Linked DNA regions of Macaca mulatta: region 1 is linked to region 2. The links are chromatin contacts, called in public Hi-C maps. All regions are on one chromosome and are shown on one strand. Each heading gives the region's core, a stretch centred on a gene start, on an enhancer-like site or on the middle of the called end of the contact. The rest is flanking DNA. Distances are from core to core; before and after follow the strand shown.

Region 1 (2,923 bases), core at 203-2,702, 170 kb before region 2:
CTATGCCTTGTGCAGAGCCTGATGCATAGTATGTGCTCCTTGGGGGCCACTTTGTGTGTGTTTCCTACTAACGGCACCTAAATAGCAATGGCCACCGTGTCTTTTACAGCTACAGTCGTAGGCAGAATTCCAAGATGGCGCCCAAGATCCCCACCCACTACTGCCCACGTCTCATCTAATCCCCTGCACTTGAGGATGGGTTGGACCTGCGAGTACGATGGGGTGTCACTCCAGTGGTTCGGTTAATGCAGATAGGTCATGTGTTTGGTAAAGGGATTTTGCAAATGCGATGAAGACTCCTAGTCGGTTGACTTGAGCTCATCAAAAAGGAGACATCCTGGGTGGGCCTGGCCTCATCAGGTGAGCCCATAAATGAGAGCAGAAGCACATCCCAAGTTGTCAAATTCACAGAGACAGAAAGGAGAATGGTGGGTGCTAAGGGTTGGGGGAGGGAAGAGGGGCGCTGTTGTTGAGTGCATACAGTGTCTTGGTTGTACAAGATGGAAGGTTCTGGAGAGCCATTGCACAGCAGTGTGAATATACTTAACATCACTGAATCGTACACGTAAACGTGATTAAGATGATCAGTCTTATGTTATATATATGTATATATAAACCACACTTGGAAGAAAGAGAGAAAGGGAAGGGGGTGCTTGCCTTAAAGAAAGCAAACAGCCATGTCATGAGCTGCCACTGGAGGGTCCATGTGGCAGAGACCTGAGAGTAGCCCCTTGGGGCTCAGAGCACCCCCATCCAAAAGCCGGTAGGAAAACAGTGACCTCATTCCTAGTGCTGCAAGGAAATGGATTCTGCCGATGACCAAACAAGCTCGGGAGAGGACCCCAAGTTCCAAATGATAACTCAGCCCAGCCCATACCTTGATTTCAGGCTTATAACAGTCTGAGCAGAGGACCCAGTTAAACCAGACTCTTGACACACAGAAATTATGAGATGGCAAATGGTGTTTTTGTTGTTGCTGTTGTTTGTTACGCAGCAGTAGCTGACTCATACACTTGCCATGTTGAAGTTGAGATCATTATCTCCATTTCACAGAGGAGAAAACAGTAGCGGAGAGGGGCTAACGTGCCCAGGGCCACGTGGCAACTGTGTTGTGATCATCACATCAACTGTGCCTGTCACCCGGGCCAGACCGTCACCTCCTTCATTAAGATCAGGGATCTGGTCCAAGCCTTCACCAGATGTTTACTGAGTGAGTGAAAGAAACAAAGAATGAAGGTGCTGGGACCGGTCCTCACCTGACTCCCTGCACACAGGTGAGTCTGTGTCTGCGACCAGGACCAGTGACACCATGTGACACTGAGTGACATCTCGAGAACATAACTGTGAGGCTCAGAAGGAGTAGTTAGCACATGCAGCTCTCTGGGCTGAGTCAGCTGCTGGCACTGAGGTCGGAGCTGATCAGCCTCCTGGAATGTGACATGCTGTTCCCTGACTAATATTCCGGTTGAATCAGAGCTTTGCTCGTAATGAGAGGCAAGTCTCGAGCCAGTCACCCTCTGGCCCATGTGAGACTGGGAATTCAGAATCAGCCGGGAGTGACAGAAAGCCAGGTCTGGCTGGCATGTCTGGGTGGGTGTTTACGGCATGTGGGCTGCCAGCTGTGACTAGCTTTGAAGGGAGCCAGAGCCGGAGGACGCAGGTGCAGAGGACAGGCGCCCGGAGGAAGTGGGAGGAGAGGAGGCCGTGGGGCTGGGGCCCCACTCTGGGTGCCCCTGGAGCCATGCTGGGGGTGGGCTCACCCCCTTACCGCCATGAACATGTGAGGCCGATCGTTCTCTGGGGTGGGTCATCCTGGGCACTGCAGGGTGCTGACAGCGTCCCTGGCCTCCACCCACTCCATGCCAGGAGCACCCCCAGTCGTGACAACCACAGATATCCCCAGACACCACCCAGCTTCCCCTGGGACAGAATCACCTGGGTTGAGACCCTCTGGGATAGAAGATTCCGCAGACCCCCAAGAGATTCTGCGTCCCATGATCCTCTGCCCTGCGGAGGTCCCAGGAGGCTGCACACATTGAAATCCACACCCTGAGTGGGGAGGGAGAGAGGAGGTGAGTCCCAGGAGCTGGGGCCCCCTGGTTTATGCCGTCGGCTCCCACTGAAGTTTATTCCAGTGTCTGGGGTGAACAGGGAGGAGACTCGGTTTATTCCCAAATAATTAAAGCAGGTCTCTCCCCCGGGCACTGTGGACACTGACACTGGACTGCTCTCTGGGGTGAGGCCGTCCTGGGCAATGCAGGGTGCTGAGCAGTGTCCCTGGCCTCCATCCACTCCATGCCAGGAGCACCCCTCCATCATGACAATTACAGATGTCCCCAGACACCGCCCAGTGTCCCTTGAGGGGACAGAATTGCCCCAGTTGAGACCCTGATTGAGTGAACCGATGAAGACAACACCGCCCAAGAGTGAAAGCAGGTGCCCACACCAGGAGCTTCGTTCGGGAATTCAGGGAGGGCTTCCTGGAGGAAGTGACATGAGTTGAGTGTTGCTAGTGCCCTGAAGGTGACAGGTGGGGTGGGAGATACAGGTGCAGAGACGGTTCCAGGACCTTGAAAAGGTGAGGGAGAGGGAGCGAGGAGGCCACACGGCAGAAGCTGCATTTTATCCTGAGGACAGGAGGGAGCCACAGCGGGTTCTGGCTCCACCCATGACAATCAATTGGTTTGGGTCCAACCTCCCTGTGTGACAGATTAGGAAACTGAGGCACAAAGAGGGTGAGAGATGCCCCAGCCTCCCGTGGGGGGCAGAGGTCCCCGTGGGTTTCCACGGTGCCGCTGGTCAGGCTGGTTTGGGGCGGGGGGCCGGCTTCAGGCCTGGGGTGGGAGCAGCATCAGCTTCACGTTCCCGCTGGAGACGCGGGGTCAGGCGGGCACCCGTGGTCACTCTCTGCTTCTGTTTGGTA
Region 2 (2,785 bases), core at 170-2,669:
GCTGGGAAGGGCCTCAGCGTTCCTGAAGAGAGATGTAGGGCACCCACTGGTTGTTGCCCCGGCTTTCTTCGCAGTAGCTGGCTACCTCCACCAAGCCGTGGCTCTTCCAGGCGTCGGTGTGAGGGTTCTGTGGGAGGGGAAAAGAAGGGGTTTAGTGGGAGCCTCCCTCTCCCAAGGCCCCATGTGTGGGGAAAACAGGCAGGCTCAAAATAGCTCCCTGGGTGAGGAGGCCCCAGCCCGGCTGCCCACGGGACATGCCAAGCATGGTTGAACGCTGAGCTGTGCAGGACCAGTCAGCCCGACTTTGTTGACAAACACCAGCCCAGGTGCCCGGGCGTGGCAGGTCAGGGCAGAGGCCCAACTCACCGTGACCAGGAGACAATGCAGGTCTCGGGCCTCAGTGGTGCCCTGGGTCTCGGCCGGCTCTCCCAGGAGCTGTGCCAGGCGCTGCATGCCCGACACCCGCATGATGTTAATGTCGTTGTCGCAGCAGAAGGACTGGATGAGCGTGAAGTGGATTTGCAGGGCGATGTCATCCTCCTCCTCCTCGTCAATGGCCAAGAGGCAGAGGACCACGCTGTCTGGGTCCCTGAGGGGGCCAAAGGGAAGGGGTGGGTCAGCCGGGAACAGGGGAGAGGCCACCGTGCAGGGGGAGTTTGCAAAAAAAGGAGCGTGCAAGAGCAAAAGAGAAACTGCAGGGGTGCAGGGGATTGCCTCTGCAAGCTGGTGACGGTGGGGGGCGGGGAAGGCACACGGTTCAAAGTGTGGGGTGTGGGGAGACAGGCCCACAGCGGGAGGGGCGCTTGCAGACGATGCATCAGGATACGGCAGCCCCCAATCCACAAAACAGCAGAGGAGCTCTGCATCCACAGCGGGTGGCACTTGGGGAAGTCCCAGCCCCATGCGAGACAAGCGTGTGGAAAGCGTCCAGAGCGGAGGGGAGGTCCGGTCCCACCCGCGCCCGGCCCGGGGAGGGGGTCTGACTCACACATTCATCAACTTGGCCGACTCGTACACCCCCACTGTGAGGCGATCCTGGCGCTGAGCGGCCACCAACAGCTCCTCCACCGCGGCGGTCACCGTCTGCATCCTGAGGCCAGGAGAGAGGGATCAGTGACGGGCGGACCACCGGGTGCTACATTCCGCTCCCGGCCCGGCCCAACCCGACCCATCCCGTCCCGGCCGACCTCAGACGGCGGCGGCCCCGGCTACTTACTTCTGCGCCGCGTTGTCGCACGCCACGAGCTCTTCCAGCGTCATGTTGCAATTATAATCCACAGTGGACGCGGCTCCACGACAGTCCCCAGGGAGAAATTGCAAAATCCGCGCCAGAAAGCCCAAAACCTTCCCACGGAGCTGGAGCGCTCGTCCAAGACCTTCGGGAAGCAGCGAAATCCTTCCAGAAAAGGCGGAAAAAAATGTTGCAAAGTCCTTGGCGAAAATAATCCGGGAAGTTGCAGAAACCAACCGTAGTCCGAAGCCTCGGCGATCTGAGCCGGGAGCCTCCGGCACCGACTTTTATAGACTTGACGGCTGGGGCGTGGCCTCAGTGGAGTCATTCACCCCTCCTATTGGTGGAAGGACAACGGAGAGTGCAGACAGCTCTGCGGTTGGCCGACGGCGGGGAGGGGGCGGAGCGCCGTGTGGGGGCGCCCCACGTGGGGGCGAGAACCGGGAGGAGGGCGCGCGGGGGCCGGGTAGGTGACCGCGAATGCCAGAAAAGAAAAAAAAAAGCAGAAGTTTTTTTCTCCTGATTTCCCGGCAGCCGAGCCGCGGTTCGGGGCGCGCGCGGGATTTCCAGCGCGCGAGGCGGCCCGGACTTTCGCCGGGGGGGGCCTGGAATCCCCTCCCGATGCGCGGAGAGTCCCGGACTGCTCCTTTCCCAAGTTCTGCTGGGGGTGGAGGGGCTGCACCGGGAAGGGGCCCCGTTTGCAGCCTGATCTCGCCCAGGTGGTGGTGATGACCGGAGTCTCTCCTGGCTGCGGCGACCCCAGCCCCTGGGTGATTTCGCTTTTCCCGGCCTCTATATTCCTGTCTGAGTAATGGGGCTGCAGCGCCGGCCTCGCTGGTTTGCAGAGCATGACATAAAATACGGCTGACAGTAAGCGCTCAATACACATCATCTGTCACCTGGTGGTCGCGGGAGGCCTCCTCCAGGGCCCCGAAAGTGGGAGGTTGCAAAGCCCGGGGCACTCTGGAGAAGAAAGCGGGCGCCCCCTCGCCGACCCCGCGAGTTTCAGGGTGGGGCGCGCGTGGGAGGTGCAGGTGGCGTGGCCCCGCCCCCGCCAGCTGCCTGGCGTTCCAGGCTTTGCGCGTGCGGAGGCCTCCAGGCCGAGGAGAAAGCCATTGTTGGGGGGAATGGTGCAGGCTGCGGCTGCACGCCGCCACCCCAGGCCCACGTGCAAGGATGACGGCCACCTTTATTTCTCACTCCGGGGTGGGCGCTGACCTGCACTGAGCGTGGTGCGGATCTGGCACCCTCCACCCCTCCCGATTCATGGATGATTTAATCCAAGACCTGAGAAGCAGGGGAGATGCTTATGTGCATTATGCAAAAGGGTAAACTGAGGCTTGGTGAGGCCACAGGCTAGTTCGTGTTGGAGCCACGCCTGTGCGCCAGGCACGGCCGCCTGCAGGACTCCGCCGCCCCAGGAAGGCTGCTTAGGAACGAAGCGGGCAGGCCCCGCATGACAACGTCTCCCACGGTCGACTGGGGGCTCCCGGGTGACTCACATCTGAGTCCCCTCCCCCGCCAGCCTGGGGTCTGGCCTCGGCCCTGCGGCTC

What was found. A called contact is a pair of places that touch in the nucleus more often than the background predicts.
Region 1: a contact with region 2 is called in a Hi-C map of liver, with 4 times the contacts expected there. The contact joins the enhancer-like site here to the promoter of GADD45B in region 2. A contact is called at or near these places in 2 of 14 Hi-C or Micro-C datasets (CD4 T cells and liver).

The regions. Positions count from the first base shown.
Region 1 is chr19:3,393,265-3,396,187 of T2T-MMU8v2.0, reverse strand. All of the region lies in intron 1 of THOP1 (thimet oligopeptidase 1), which reads right to left. It also overlaps a transcript of GNG7 not described here. Among named protein-coding and RNA genes, the nearest start is that of DIRAS1, 96 kb to the left of the region's middle. Within about 2 kb of position 1,452, at least 8 of the 40 cell types and tissues checked have an H3K27ac peak or open chromatin away from gene starts, as enhancers often do. A contact at or near this core is called in liver, where this site is marked.
Region 2 is chr19:3,218,587-3,221,371 of T2T-MMU8v2.0, reverse strand. It overlaps GADD45B (growth arrest and DNA damage inducible beta), which reads right to left and starts at 1,419. Exons shown (of 4, transcript NM_001260874.1): 1 at 1,217-1,419; 2 at 989-1,090; 3 at 367-589; 4 at 1-127. The coding sequence starts at 1,260. The coding sequence ends at 14.